Linked DNA regions of Mus musculus: region 2 is linked to region 1. Evidence: chromatin contacts called from public promoter capture Hi-C data. All regions are on one chromosome and are shown on one strand. The core of a region is the stretch at or near the end of the contact, and the rest is flanking DNA. Distances in the headings are between cores, read along the strand shown. Region 1 holds the start of Adcy9 (adenylate cyclase 9). Region 2 holds the start of Pam16 (presequence translocase-asssociated motor 16 homolog (S. cerevisiae)).

Region 1 (7,783 bases), core at 2,068-4,567:
AACTAAGGACAAAGAGCCAGATGCAAATGTGAGGGATGAAGAACTTCCAAACACCTGCTGAAAGATAGAAATGAAAACTTAGGAGAGGGGGAGGGAGAGCAGGAGGGCTAAGGGGAGGGAAGATTGCTGACTCCACACTAGCAGGCACACATGTCTGATTCTCCAGAATCCTACAGAACAGAGTCGGCTTCCTAGCCCTATTTTGACCATAAGCAAAGCAAGGCCTGAAGAAGAAAAGGAGTTTGGGGTTAACAGTTTTGTCAAAAGAGATAGGGAAACATCTACACGGAGTTTAAGGGCAATTTCTTTAAGTGCTAAAAAGTTGTAACTTTCAAAGGTCTCTGATACCCACACACACTCACTTGGCTTTCCACCAGAATTTCAGAGACATCGAAGCCAACAGGCAGGGTGTGAGTTTTCAAAGTTCTCCCTCCTTTAAGGTCTCATCTAGGTCAGCCCTATCTCCGTGTTCATGTCTGCACTGTGACTAGGTCTATAACATCTGACTCACTAGAAAAACAAAAGGCACACTGATTCCCCACAGTCAGGTGTACCGAGACAGCCAACTGCCTCCAGACACTATCGCTCGCTGCAAAGAGGTTTTTCAATTATTGTTAATACCATGGAAGGCAAACAGGATGGGGAAGGGAGAAGACAAAGAAAAGCACGTACCTTTCAACTGGTCAGCCACCACACTCTGCCCAAGGCGCTCAATAACTCTCCCATCTTCCATTTCATACCTGTCGTCTAAGTATTTTGCAGTGGCCTCAGATATGTGAACTTTGCCAGCCACTCCCAGCTGCTCCATGAGATTAGCCAAGTTCACATCGTTGGACCACACATCAAATTTAAACCTCCTCATGCCCAGGATGCCACACAGGACAGTCCCCGTGTGAACCCCAACACGCATGTTCACCATCTCTTTCTTCTCCTGGCAGAACTGCTCGATGGCTTTTATCATGCCTAAGCCCATTTCAATGCAGCAGTAGGCATGGTCTGCCCGGGGCTCCGGACACCCTGCCACACAGTAATAACAGTCCCCCAGAGTGCTGATCTTCTCACACTTGGTCTGCTCACACAGGCGGTCAAAGCGACCGAACAGGTCATTGAGTAGGCCTACCAAGGCATGCGCAGATTTGTTGGCGCTCATCTTGGTGAAACCCACAATGTCTGCAAATAAAATACTGACTTCTTCAATCTGCTGCATCTTAAAGGGGCGGAATGCTATCGGTGCCTTCTGTATGGAGGACTTCTTCTTCCTGTTCTTGGGACTGGAGGTGGCATGCCTCTTGACGGAATTCTCACTCTCCTCGTCCCCTTGTTTCATTAAGTCGTCGGCTATGATTCTTGGCATCACTGAATGAATCATCCTCTCTTTCAGGGCTTTCTCTACTTCCAGATCTTTGCCGTGCATAATGGATTGTCCCACCTTGAGAAAGGTGCTCCTGGACCTCACCTGAGACATGACAAACAGATGGATCCCGATAGCGTGAATGCACACGTGAAGCAGGGCTCTGCTCAGCAGCTCCCAGTGCAGGGCCCCAGGGCCCGGAGAAGGGTAGCAGTCTTCGTTTCGGAAGTGGTAGCCGAAGGTCTCAAAAAGGACAGAATAGACCACCCCCAAAAACAAGCTCAGGTACAGAGGTAACTGCATGACTGTGTAGAGCAAAAGGAGCACTTCGATGCATATGGAGAAGCTTCCTACTTGAGATAAGCAAGTGTCCGCCGGAGTGGCCGTGAGAGTATGATTGGAGCTGTCAACACGTCCTGACAGAGGTGTCCAAACCTGAAACTGCGCAGCCAGGGTCAGGGCGAACACCAGCAGGGTGAGAGCCAGCGAGGTCCACGCATAATGCCGGGCGTACAGCTTGGTGAAAGTAAACAGGAAAAAGCCCACACACACCACCAGGAAGCACAGAGCTGGGACCACCATGACAATCACTTTGGATTTCATGTGGACAGCGAAATAGATGCTCCAGAGAAGGCAGGCGAAGCCCACATAAAAGAGTGCGTACCGGAAGCGGCGCTGGGTCTGCGGAAAGCAGCGCTCCAGGCAGGCCTCCTCCAGGTTCATGGAGTCGAATTTGGGGTCCCACCACCGGCTGGAGGCCCTCTCAAAAAGCTGGGGCAGCTTCTTCTGTCTGCGCAGGCGACCCCCGCCGCCAACCCTCCGGGGAAGGCCCCCTGAGTCTCCCGAGCTGCTACAGCTGGAGGAGATGCTGTACTTGCAGTGCTTCGGGTGGGTGTTGGAGGACAGCTGCTTAGGGTTGATCTTGACCCTCACGCTGTTGCTGTCTCCGCTTGAGTCGCAGCTCACCTCGGTGCTATGGTGATGCAGCAGCTGCTGGTGGGGTGAGGAAGCCATGTTGCCGAGCTCTTGGAACCTTTCCCGACCAGGTCAGGGGCACCTGCAGGCAAAACCAGCAGAATTAGAGCGGCCTGACTACACACACTCCCGGAGGGCCACGCGACCTGTGCTTGTCGCGAGTGCGAGCTCTGGCGAGCCACTTGGGAAGGCACCACCATATGTTCACCAAAACTGCCCATAACGGCGCATAAAAGCGCCAAGGCGAGCGAGAACCGCACGGGCCGTACCTGGTGCTCCCAGGGTTCTCGTGCCGCGGCCGCGCTGAGTCTTGGGTCCCCGGCAGCGCTGCGCTGCGCTCCCCTCGGGCGCCGTCGCCCGCTGGTGGCCTCTCCCCGTGCAACTCCAACTGCAGCTCCAGAGGGAAGTTCAGACCTTGAGCGCTCGGGGCACCGGGAGCAGCTTTCGCAAAAACAACTCGGGAGGCGAGCAGCGCTTCATCCTGCCGCAGCAGCGCCCGGTGCGTCAAAGCGCGCGGGCCAACCTGCGGCTCCTGCCGCGTTCCGTCCCCTTGCGGCTAAGCACCAGCGGGCTACCCTGCCCCGCGCCCCTGCTCGCGAGCTTGAGGAGCCCGAGGGCCGCCCGTCCGAGCGGCCGGTCTAGCAGGGCCTGCTGCCCGCAGCCGAACGCACCCCGGCCCAGAGCCGAGCTCGGGGCACTGCGCGGGCCCCTCCACAGACCGCCGTGCGGGCTGCCGCAGAGCCTGACTCCCGCGACGCCGGCTGGCCAGCACGCCGGTCGTCCGCACGCCGCGCCCACGCCCCAGGGGCCCTGCCTGAGCTACAGATGCCGCTGCGGCTGCGCCCGCCGCCCGCTCTCCCGCAGCCGCTGCCTCAGGTCGGAAGAGTAGCAGCCGCAGCCGCCGCCACCACCATCTCCGGCCCCCTCCTCCTCCCCCTCCCGCTGTCACTGACAGACGCGCGCCCGCGCCGCCCCTCTCCTCTGCCGCAGCGCGCACGCGCGGCCCGCGCACGTCACCGCCGGGTCCGGGACACGCGCACCAGCAGCGCGCCACCCCGCCTAGGAGCGCGCGCCCGGCTCGGGGCTGCAGCGGGGCGGGGCCGGGCGGACGCGCTCTGGGCGCCGCCCTCCGCCCTGGGCTGCTCCGAGCCTGGGCCGCCTGCTGTGGGCACCAGGCCTCCGCCTTCTTCCGAGGCCTTGGCTGCCTTTGACTACTTGCCCCGCAGCCTGGCCCCCAAGTCCGCACAGGAAGCATCTAAGCGCAGTTTACCTTTTGGATACATCGAAGTTTTCAGTCCCTGGCTTTGCTCGATTGTGACCTCCCTCCCATTCTGCCAGCAATGTAGGAGTGTTCCCAGTGGTGCTAGGCCCCTCTGAACTTGCTGGGGGATGGAAATGATCATCACCAGCCAAGCCACTTCTGATAGCTTCTAAAGTCGAGCACCACTGAGGACCACCTTTGCCAACCCCCTGGGGAAGTTATCTTCCCGACTTTGAAGATCTTTCATTCTTCACATGAACAACTGTTTTTCCCTCTCCACAAGGAAAACGTTCAAAGAAATCAGCTTCCCATTAATAAGTTCTACATTGGTCTGTGTAAACTCTGGCCTGAATAAACACAATTCTATATTCTCTGGTCGCACCCTGGCTGCCACACCGTACAGTGTTTTTCTGCAACCACAGGGGACTAACTGACCCTTCCTTCCCACAGCTCTCGGGGCCCATCCCAGGCATCCACAGTCACTGTGGAATTCAGGAATAGGAAGGTAAAATATAGACTATCTATACAACCGAATATTATTCGACTATAAAAATGAAGTACACTTGCTACAACCTCTGAAACACACTGGGTAAAAGAAACCAAACACAAGAGGCCACATATTGTATGATTGTATTAATGTGAAATGCCCAGAACAAGCAAATCTATAGAGAAAATACAGGTGATGGATGCCTGCGGTTGTATGAAGTACTAGGTATTGACTACACTATCAAGCCTGGGGGTTCCTTTTGGGGTGATGAAAACATCTGGAACTAGTGAGAACACAACGCCGTGGATTCTGTAGTAGGTATACTTCATGAACGTACTAGTGTCTTTGGATTGCTTTAATGATAAGTACAACTGCATAAATGGTAAGTTTTATGCAGTATGTATTGCACCACAATAAACAGGAACTTTTTAAAGTAAACGTGTCATTGTTGATATATTCCAGCTCAAAGTGCAAGATGTCCATCTAATTATGAGAAAACATCTGAGGAAGGAACTTAATCTGAAAAATACTCCACAACCAAACTGCCAAGTGCTCTTCACAGTGCCAGAGTCACCAAACACAGAGCCTAAGGTATTGTCACAAGTAAGGGGCAAATTGTCATTAAAGGGCAAAGTAGAACAGGAAAAAAAACAAAAACAAACAAACAAAAAACAGTGGGAAGGCAGCTGGTGAAACATGCAGTGTATTTAATGGCATCCCCATTAAATCCCACAGTTACCCAAGACATTAACAGTAGGAGAAGCTGGGTGTAGGTCGCAGGGGAACTCCCTAGTATTTTTACAACATTTTTCTAACTCTAACTTTTTTTCAGAATAAAGCTAAAGATAGAAAGAGATGTTTATTGAGCAGGAACTATGTGCCTCCTGTATCTGAGGTTTGGAAAAGCGGAGCACACACCAATAGCTAACAAGTAACAGTGGCCAGCTGGTACTGACCCGAGTATCCCAGTGCCAGAGACCAGCAAGCACTTTTCCTCATGACCTACTGTTGACCACAACCCCCTGAGGAAGATATTATTGCCCCTCACTTAGAGACATGAAGACAGGAACTGGAAAGTAACATGCCCAAAGTCCCACAAAAGGCAATAATAAGTTCATATTTTAAAAGCAGACCTCAGACTCTGGAAGCTCTGACAGACTTTGAAGCTCACTGTGACCCAGCACAGGCCCTGCCTGTCTCCTCTCAACCCACCTTGGTGAGAGGCTCTGAGAAACAAGTCTCACCATTTCCATTTTTCTCTCTTAATTCATTGCTACCTCACTCCCTGGTCACCTTAAAAGACAGGAAAGCTCACCTGTCTGCATGTCTCCTTGCCTCCCACAAACCACTTCAGTGCACCCACCATTTATGGCAACTTTCAAATTCCTGACTTTACCCTGCAACATTGTTCAATGTGGGTAGTAAGCATGCTTGCGTCTTTCCTTCTCCCCTCTGTATGTTTCTGGAAGCTGTGAAGCTGCATTCCCTGCTGTTGAAGCCTACAAGCTGCCAGAGATGTCCTGACCTCCAGGCTAGGGTGTGGATCATTCTGTAGGCCCTCGAGGACTGGAATTTTGGTACCAGCGCTGTACACTAAGCAATCGGTAAGGACGTGTGCATCTGTACACTAAGCAATCGGTAAGGACGTGTGCATCCTAATCTTTACTATGCCATGGAAGGACAATGGGGTTATGATGATGACAGAATCCACTCTGCCTGGATGTAGCAGCGAGTTCTGCAAAAAAAAAAAAAAAAAAAAAAAAAAAAAAAAAATTATATATATATATATATTAATCATGATATCATAATGCCAAAAGCCAGGAGGATCTACAGAAGAGTCTGACTTCTCTACCTCCACAAAGTACAAAGACCTTCATACCTAGGATGTATCGATTGATACATCCAAACACCCAGCACATGGTGCTGCCAAATCCTCACTCAGAGTGCACATGCTGACCCAGTATGAGTTAGAATGTGTTTGCACAAACTCTACAAACACCTACAGAAAGCTTAGCCTGCGCCGCCTCTGATCTCACTTTCCCTCATCTGTAAGGTTCCCTGCTCATTGAGAACTTTGATGCCAAGGCATAAGAAGTCACACAGGGGCTGAGAGATGGCTTAGTCAGTAAAATGCTCGCCGTGGGCACACGAGGACAAGAGTGCTGATCCCCAGCACCTACATGAAAGGTGAGAGAAAGGTTAACCTGTAACCTCAGCACTGGGGAGGCAGAGGCAGGGGGATTCCCAGAGCTCACTGGACAGCTAGTCTTGACAAACTGGTATGCTCCAGAGTTAGTAAGAGAACTTGTCTCAAAAATTAGAGGGGAGTGTGACTAAGAGAGACGCCTGACATCAATCTCTGGTCTCCACACACAGGCATGTACACAACACAACATACACAGCCTTCAGAGAAAGTAGCATGTTTACGAGTTCTGGGCACAGTCATTAAGACAGACCCTGAGATCTTAGCAGTGCTCATGTTATTTGGATGGTCAGGAGGGCAAGGTTCTTGGAAAGCCACCCGCTGGAAGATGCACTCGTCTTGCTTCTGTTGAGTCATGCCCAAGGCTGCCAATACAAGTTGTGCATCCGAGCACTGATGGTAAACTTGCCAGAAGCCACCACACTTTTCCATCATTGACTTCCTGGCCTAGGTGGTGTTCCTGAGTCTGGAGTAGCTGCCTTCAAGTTGACAGTGCCAGTTGTTAAAACGAAGTAAAGAAGATTGATTGAAAACTACCCACATTTTTTGCAGATTCTCTTATAATCCAGGAGTAGTCAAACTAGCTACAGGTATCACCCCAGCAAGTCTTCAGGGAATAAATACATGAAATAAGATATATGTAAAATAATTACTCTTGACTTCCTTTATTTTTATTTACTTGTTATTATTTCTAGTTTTTTGAGACAGGATCTCTGGTAGTTCAGGCTGGCCTTGAATTTGCTAGATAGTTGGCTCTTAAATTCTTGCTTTTGCCTCCTAAGTGCTGGCATGTGTCACCACACCCAGATTCGGCTGTTTTTAATAAGCAGGACAAGCAACACCTTATATAATGTTCATGTGTTGGCAGCTCTTCTCTACCTACACTTGAGGCTTTGCTCTGAACCCAAAACTAAAATTTGGGATGGGTGTGTATGTGATCTCCTGCAGCAGGGAAGACAAGCCTATTCGGGTGACTGTGTTTCAAAGTAAGGAGGGGCTGGTTGGTGGCTTCATCAAGGAAAGATTAAAGAGGACTGGAGGTTCACTGTAAGACACGATGCCATCACTCAGGTTTGTCACCTGTCCCAGCTCCCACTGAGTGTCTGTTAAGCTCTTGTCATCCCATTCCATGTCTGACAAGAGACAAACTGGGAAATGAATACAAGAAACTGCAGGAGTTGTGGAATGGTTTAAACAGTATCCTGAAAAATTCATGTCCACAGGGAACTTCAGGAGTTAACCAGGCTTGCAATCCTATCTACACTTTCTGAATGTTGCTATGACATACCACCAAGCCTGGCTGAGACACGGGGTCTTTGCACATGTAATTAATGAAGGTTAAGTTATCCTGGACCAAGGTCAGCTTAAATCCAATGACTAATGTCCCCATAAGAAAAGAAACATGGGGGAAAAGCCATGTGAGGATGGAAACAGGGAGTGAGTAATGCACTGCCAGGTGCTACCAGAGGTAGGAAAAGCAAGAGAAGATCTGCCTCTAGAACAGCA
Region 2 (7,783 bases), core at 2,249-4,748, 200 kb after region 1:
AGGGAAAAGAAAGAAGAAAAGAACAAAACCACAATTTCTTCCAGTCAGGCCCTTTGGTACCTCAGAGGTAAAATCTACACAATGGTCTTCTAGGAGCAATGAAGAAGGGAAAGGAGCCAAAAAGAGGCTGAACCCACTGGAATCCTTCCTTTGCTTTGTAGCCTTGGACAAATTACTCAACTTTTCTGAACCACATCTTAAAACTGCAACGTGAGGAGAATAATATCTGCAGGAGAGGTGTAAAGCCTTGGACTGCCAGGTAAGGAGGGTCCTAGAGTCAGAGCTCCAGTTGGCTTTGCTCTCAAACAGTACCTGCTTGGTGCTCATGGTCGGGGAGTCGATGCTTTGCTCACAGCTGGAGACTTCCCGTGCAGAGCTCTACCAGCTATAGCCCACTCCAAGGGTATTCAAACAGCCATAACTAAGGCCCCTCTAAGAAGGCCTCTAAATAACTCACTGACAAGCCTGCCAGCTCAACTGGTGGGTAACTTCAGACCAAGCAGTAACTGAGGGCAGGCAACATAGACAGGACTCCGACCCTGAAACCTGCCATTAGCAACACGCTACTGTGGGGCAGAGGACGGTGACATCAGACAGAGAACTGCCAAGGTAGTAGCAAAGTTGAGAACCCCGATAAAACTTAAAATGGAGAATGGCAGGAGTTCAGACTAGCTCCTGATCAGGTTCCCGTCCTGGAGCACACGACCATGACACTCCACTAAGGGGACCATGACAACCAGTCACATAGCATGGAACTTACAGTTCTCTTGCTAACGAGTTATCTAGGGATTCCTTACCAATGAGCTTTTCTTCCTGGGTATCCCTTCCTGCAAAAGGTATTTTAATCTCTGGTTCACCCCGAGTAAGTCGCATGCATCTTCACCATTAACAAAGCAGTTTGGACAAGCAAGAACTGTCACCTTCATCAAGGACCACCATGAGGGTGGAAGGTGGGGGCTGTGTCCTACAGAGCAGTGCCTAGTGCCTAAGTCTCCTGCAGAAGCTCTTTCAGCACTCCTGGCACTACCCTGAGCTAAGCTGGATTCCCCACACCTTAGGGCTCATCGCAGGCCCTGTTCTAACTCTCTCTCTCTCTTTTTTTTAAGATTTATTTACTATATGTAAGTACACTGTAGCTGTCGTCAGACACCCCAGAAGAGGGAACCAGATCTCATTATGAGTGGTTGTGAGCCACCATGTGGTTGCTGGGATTTGAACTCAGGACCTTCAGAAGAGCAGTTAGTGCTCTTAACTGCTGAGCCATCTCTCCAGCCCCTGTTATCAACTCTTTGAGGTTCCCAGTGATGTCTGGGTGCACAGGAGTTTGAGAACCACAGCCATCCTCTCAGCCCCCACTGTCTATCACCTTTATCAACATGATCCCCCCATCTTAGACTGTATTTCACCTCTCCTGAGCAGTATGTTGGTGACCCAAGAACCTGGCACCCCACCATCAAGAAGTAAAGCAGGAGGTTTATCCCTCAGTTTACCCCAAGTATCCTTCTAATACCCCAGTGGCAAGGTGGAAATGCAGACCACCACATTTCATTTCCCAACTGGGAAGCAATATGGCACAAAGAACCTCAACAAGGGTGGTGAGCAGGGATCCCAAAAATGATGCTTAAGTCATGGAAGTGCACTAGGAGGGCCCTAGCTTTCAGGTCTGTGTACAGTGTTCCTCCAGTGCACAGTGGCAGGCCTTACAAATAGTTACTGGTGTCCCAGCTAGACAGGAGGAAGGTGGGCACTACAATGGCATTTATGACAGTGTTTCTGGGTCCCTACTGGCCTGAACAGCACATATCTGAAAGAACATGATTGTTCATGAATCAACACTTTAATCAAGTCACTCTTAGCTCTGTTTGGTCAAAGCTACAGTCTCATACAGTCCACTCCCCAGGCAGGATTTCTGTATGCCTCCAATGCTGAGGAAAGGCTCTGGCGGGGGCCCAGTTCTTGCACAGTGCCCCACCTCTGATGCACTGCACTGACCTCCTTCCTATCTAGACACTGTCAGAGACTCAACACTGCCAAGGCATGGTGGTAGTAGTGTCCTTGGGAAGCGGAGGCAGGAGGGTTTGAGTTATAAAGCATGACAGTACCCCAACCCAAACCTGGGCCATTCCTAAGGACCTGACAAAATTAGACATAATCGGACTCCCAGGGGTAATCTTCTAGGCTCCTCTTACCTCACCTTCCAACAGTACTTTCTCATCCTCTTTTGGATGAGAAATCCATCTGGGGATGGATTTAAGGCCTTTTACCTGTGGTGGGCAAGCACTGCAACACTGAGCTATACTCTCAGCCCTATGTACTAAAGTTGCCCTGGAACTCACAAATTCCTGATCTTCCTGGCCCAGCCTTTCAAGTGCTGGGTTTACAAGTATAAGCCTTACACGAGCAGCTGAGGTAAGTTCAAGGTGGAATGTGGAGAATGCACGCTAAAGACCGAGTTCCACGAGGAACCAACAAAGGTTCTTACTAAATGGCAGCGACCTAATTACAAGGAATAATATAGTGGCAAATGTTTAGTCTCAGAACAGAACACGAACAAAGCTGGGGCCAAACTGACTCTTGTGGGAAAGATGAGCTTGGAAAAGTCAAATTCTCTGAGCTTCAAATCCCTTAAATTAAAATGGGGACGATTGAGAAGGCTTAAATGACAATCTACATAAAGCTTCAGCTCCAGACAACGCATTGTGAGCGGTTAACTACTACCTACTTTCCCATGGTCAAGGAAGATGCTCCCAGCTGGGTGAGATGGCGCACACCTTTACTGCCAGCCCTTGGGAGCCAGAGGCAGAGACAAAAGGATCTCAGTGAGTTTAAAGCCAGCTTGAGCACATAGGGCGTTCCGGGCGAGCCACACTATCTATATACATAGTGGTACTTAGTCTCAAACAAACAGATAAATAGGCTTCCCTAACCTTCCAATCACTTAGGGGCAAATCTCAAGAACCTGCGGGCAACTTTCAGGTGCCAATGGTGCCAAAACGCTCAGCCTTTCTGGTTTCAATTCTAGCAAGTCTCAGGTCTACCACTTCCTTGGATGAGCCAACTGTCAAACGCGGTTAAAAGCCAAGCGACACAACACCAATATCGCCGAGTCCTGCCACTCAGGAGCCGGCCCAGTCAACGACCGTCTCCTCCCACTGCCCACAGCGGACCGCGCACGCCGAGGCAGGGAACGCACAGGCCGGGATTGGCCGGGAGCTTTCCGCCAACCGAGCCTCGATTCCCCGGTCCGCGGTCGTCACTGCCCGGGCACCAACGACCGACCGGGCGCCACGCTACAGACTCTGCTTCCTGTGAGGAACCCGGGGGGCTCACGGCATCAGGACCAGAGCCCGCTGCTGGACTCCGATTTGACCTCCCTTCCCGAACACCCCATCCCGGGCCTCACCATGGCGGACGCTCCACTTTAGGGGGACGGGTGCCGCTTCCCGACCCAGTGGGACCAGCTCAAGGGTTGCTGGTGGGTCAGAGGTCAAGGGAGACCGGAGAGCGCGTGCGCAAGGACGCGACGCGTTTCCAGAGGCGTGACTCTCGCGGCACCGCGCATGTGGGCGGAGCCTGCCTCGGGGCCAGAGGACCAGTGGGCGGCCCCAGACTTGGTGCAGTTTGGTGGCCTTCCCTTCATTTTCCCAAAACACTTAGGAAGAAGCTATCATATGAAATAAACCAGAGTATAATAGGGTTGGATGTTAAAATCGCTAGAATATTTAAGAGAACCAGGTATTTCAAAATAGGATTTATTTCACATTGCCCCTTCTGGTGAAGCTCTTTCCTAGACGCCTGAGGAACTGTTTCTGCCCATGTTCAGTCAACTTTGTAATCTAATGCCATCTCCTCAGTGAGGGCCACCAAGTCCCCTACTACAGTGGCATGCCCAGCACGCTGTCCTGATTTCAAAGGTCTGAGGTGTCCTTTAAACATCAGATGCTTAGTTTATTCTTTTCTGATTTTTGTTTGTTTTGTTTTTTTTGAGACAGGGTTTCTCTGTGTAACTCTGGCTGTCCTGGAACTCACTCTGTAGACCAGGCTGGCCTTGAATTCATTGCATTCTGCCTGTCTCTGCCTCCTGAGTGCTGGTATCAAAAGGCGTGCGCCACCACTGCCCAGCTGCTTCTGGAATCTTTATGCCAGGTTTGGTCTCTAGTCAAGCTTCTTTGCTTGGTTTGCAAAGGCTTCTCGTCAAGTCCTCACAAGACCTTCTCTGGTCTGTGTGTCTGTGTGTTGGGACAGTTCCATCAAGACAGCCGTAATTCACACACCAAGCAGTTCCACCTTTTGGAGTGTACAGTTCAGTTTTGCCATGACCAACATCCAGATCAGACCAGTTCTTGCCCAGCAGCCACGCACGTCCCTACTTTGAAATCTACTCATCTGTACTTTGTGTCTGGGTTTCTCCTCAACAGTCCACAGACTCAGAATCGGAACAACACATGGTCTTGTGACTCCATTATCATTTCATGCTTCCTTTTTTCCCCTTAGTTCTCAATTTGTGCATCTTAACTCCTTTGGCAAATTTCTACCTCCAGAAATATTTACATTGTGATATATAACAGTACCAAAACTACAGTTATGAAGTAGCAATGAAAGTATTTTTTATGATTGGGGTTCACAACATGAGGAACTGTATCAAAGGGCTGCAGCATTAGGAAGGATGAGAGACACTGCTCTATGACATAATTCTTCTTTTTTTTTTTAACATTTATTATCATTGCTATGTCTCCTACTAGAGTAGGCACTCACAGTGAGCAGGACATTTATGCCTTTACTCCTAGCTATCAAGCACCGGGACGGCTGCCTGGCATGGGTACTCATGTATGTTTGGTGAATGGCCTTAAGTCAGATGCCTCTAGACTAGTGGTTCTCAACTCTCCTAACCCTTTAACATAGTTCCTCATGTTGTGGTGACCCCCAACTATAAAATTATTTTTGTGGCTACTATTATGGACCGTAATGTAAATATCTGTGTTTTCTAACATGTTAAGCCACCTGTGAAAGGGTCACTTGACCTCCCAAAAGGGTTTGTGACCCACAGCCTGAGAACCTCTGACCTAGACCAGTGCCCAACCTACCTCCACACTCTCCCTTCCCTGCGTACAGTGCTGACCTTCCATTTGCTTGCCATTGGGTCCTGCAGATCTTAGTTTTCACTTTAGGAACGGAAACATCTCCCCCTCAGGCCCTGACCCTGCCATGAGCCCAAGTCAGCTCCTTTTCCGTTTCCTCATTGCTTTCCTATGCACCACTGGTTCCCTAGTGTAACAGAGCTGCAGTCAGCGGAGCGCCATCTTTCCTGTATATTACAAGGAACGTGTAGCAAAGTGAAACCAGCACGAACAGGAACAGACCCAAATCTTGCTCGCTCACTCATATCCCTGTATCCTTCTTTCTATATTCCCAGGGAGTGGAGCAGCACAAGAGGCAGCCAGCTTAGAAAAGTTTAATTGCTGGAAACATCCAGAGCATATCCTATATAGGCTGTTTGTTATGGGGTCCACACCACTGTAATGAGGCTGTTAGCGCCATGAGACCCTTTCTCCTCAAGCCAGGAGAAGCAGGACAAATGGTCCTAGGCCCCTAAGGAGAAAGCGGCTCCCAACAGCTTGGTGGGGGACCAGCCCCCAGTGTCCTTGACTGGGGCTGGTGCAGTAGGCAAGACAGCTTGGCTTGTAGTAACTGAAGATATTAGAGGAAACCAGCAGAAAGACTGGGAGAGACAGGGCATCCCGAGTTGGCCCAGAGACATGCTACTGACACCTACCTCCCACCCACTGGTGTCACATGCTAACAGGCAGCTGAAGATAAACAGTTGGCTCCAGAGGGTTAAGGAGCAGGCAGTCTCTGCAGCTGCATGGAGGCCCCACAGCTGTGGAAGTGCCTGAGGCTTGCGTGACACCCAGGGCTTCTGAGCTGGATGTGCGTGCCAGGGCCAGTGCAGCATTGTCCAGGTTGCAGAGATCTTAGGTGTGGAGGGCAGCAGGTAGTTGTAGGAGGTGGCAGTGGCAGCTGTGATTAGGCGTGCCTCGCGTGCAGGCTAGTCCTGGGGTGAGGCAGGAAGCAGGAGTTAGAGGCCTGAGAGGTGAAAGAATGCAGCACACTGTCTCCAGGACAGTGCTGCTGGCTGAGGGAGCCGGGCCAAGTGCCACTCACCCACTCATCTTCATCCACCCCTTCAAAGGAGTCCTGTGGCAGTGGGTCTTCTCGGTTCCCCAGCTTTGCTACCATGGCATTCAGCAGCTGCGAAAGTGAACAGGAGAGGGACCGAAAGAAATGACTCTCCGACCTCAAGAACTTAAAACCCCATTTTTAACCCCAACAATGCTAAAAAGCGCCCTTTCAGTTAGAACTAAGTTGTTGGGTTTTCATTGTGAAACACAGTAAAAAGGGGTCAGAGACAAGAGACTGTAGCACGTGGAACCTGACATGAGGAGCCGCCATCTCTTGTGCATTGCCTCAAAGGCTCAAGTGGACACCAGGCTGACCAAGGGCTTAGGTCTTCAATCTTTAATGTTGGTTAGGTAAAGGCTGGCTAGCATGTGTGCCTCTTGCTGCCCTCCCTGGCTTCCTGTGCCCTGGGTGTGACTCCCTACCCAGAGTCTGGTGTGGAGACAGGGGTAACACGTGGTTCTTCCTGCCATCTGGATTGAGGCTCCTGAGTTGGCAGATAACTAAGCGCATGGGGGACACTGCCTGTACCACATAGCAGCCCTCTCCCGAGGTTCACCTCTTCTTTCTTTTGTTGGTCAGACTTCTCTTCCAAGTATTGTGCTGAAGATGGGGCTCTTCGGGCAGGGACCTCACGGGGGGCCTGGCTCACTGGGGTAAAGCAAGGACAGGCATCAAAGAAGGTGCTGTTTAGAATCAACCCTCAGGGAATTTGCTGGCACAGATCAAAGAAGTGGCATTAACAAGTTATTAAAGCCCCTGTTCACCAGGCCTGCCCATAGCACCAGGATATGTATATGTAAGGATACTGCATGTGTTAAGTATACAACACATGCATGTGTGTGTACATATGCATATGTGCTAGGATAAAACACAAGCCACAGAACTTGCTCTCCAGGGGTTCAGAGACTGGGTCTGGAGACATGTCTAACATCCTTAGGAGGTCTGTGGCAGCAGGAACGAAGGACTGTACTTGGGCCTCCTGTTCCTCCTTCCACCCCTGTCCAGATTCCCCGCCCCTGCTGTCTCCCCGTTTTATTCCTTACTCTACCTGGGGTCATGCCAGGGGGCTGCAAACTCAGTAGCCGGGGCTGTCCATTAGCACCCTCAAACCAGGCTTTGGCACTGAGTGCTGGCTCCCAGGTCACAGCTGTGTCCGGGAACACATCATCCTGGAAGAATTCTTTCTGCAGAGGGTGAAGGGGCTGTCCTGAGACACTGACCAGCAGCCCAGGACACAGAGGCCTGAGACCTGGCCCCACCCATGCTGGCATTCACATGCTCTGCAGAACTTCAGTAGAATACGAAGGCAGATATTCCCTCCAAAGTAGACAGCTGGGAGGTTTGGGTGCAAGAACAGGTAAGAACTTAAATTCCTTGGTCTCTGGCCAGCCACTAAAAGAGGAGCTTGAGTGCTTGACCCAAACTCACTCTGACCCGGGGCAGCCGGAAAGCAACAGGCTCCAAGGAGGTCTGGCGCAGCCGCAGGCATCGGGCAAACTCCACATCCTGAATGTCACACTCAGTCTTGGGCAGAAGGACAAAACCCTAGGGGGAGTGAGGAAGCAGGAGCTAGAGTCAATCCTCCTGGGTGGGGCCTCCTGGA

Evidence for each region. Capture Hi-C pulls out chosen DNA fragments and counts their contacts.
Region 2: a contact with region 1 is called in a promoter capture Hi-C map of pancreatic islet. The contact joins the promoter of Pam16 here to the promoter of Adcy9 in region 1. A contact is called at or near these places in 3 of 39 promoter capture datasets (cranial neural crest, embryonic stem cells and frontonasal cranial neural crest), 6 of 484 Hi-C or Micro-C datasets (adipose-derived mesenchymal stem cells, cerebral cortex, embryonic fibroblasts and 2 more) and 2 of 9 other capture datasets (liver and pancreatic islet).

The regions. Positions count from the first base shown.
Region 1 is chr16:4,417,181-4,424,963 of GRCm38.p6, forward strand. It overlaps Adcy9 (adenylate cyclase 9), which reads right to left and starts at 3,318. Exons shown (of 11, transcript NM_009624.3): 1 at 2,596-3,318; 2 at 673-2,408. The coding sequence starts at 2,365.
Region 2 is chr16:4,621,448-4,629,230 of GRCm38.p6, forward strand. It overlaps Pam16 (presequence translocase-asssociated motor 16 homolog (S. cerevisiae)), which reads right to left and starts at 3,499. Exons shown (of 5, transcript NM_025571.1): 1 at 3,404-3,499. The coding sequence starts at 3,406. Coro7 (coronin 7) reads right to left here. Exons shown (of 28, transcript NM_030205.4): 24 at 7,609-7,725; 25 at 7,229-7,364; 26 at 6,737-6,828; 27 at 6,163-6,249; 28 at 5,437-6,052. The coding sequence ends at 6,047. It also overlaps a transcript of Glis2 not described here.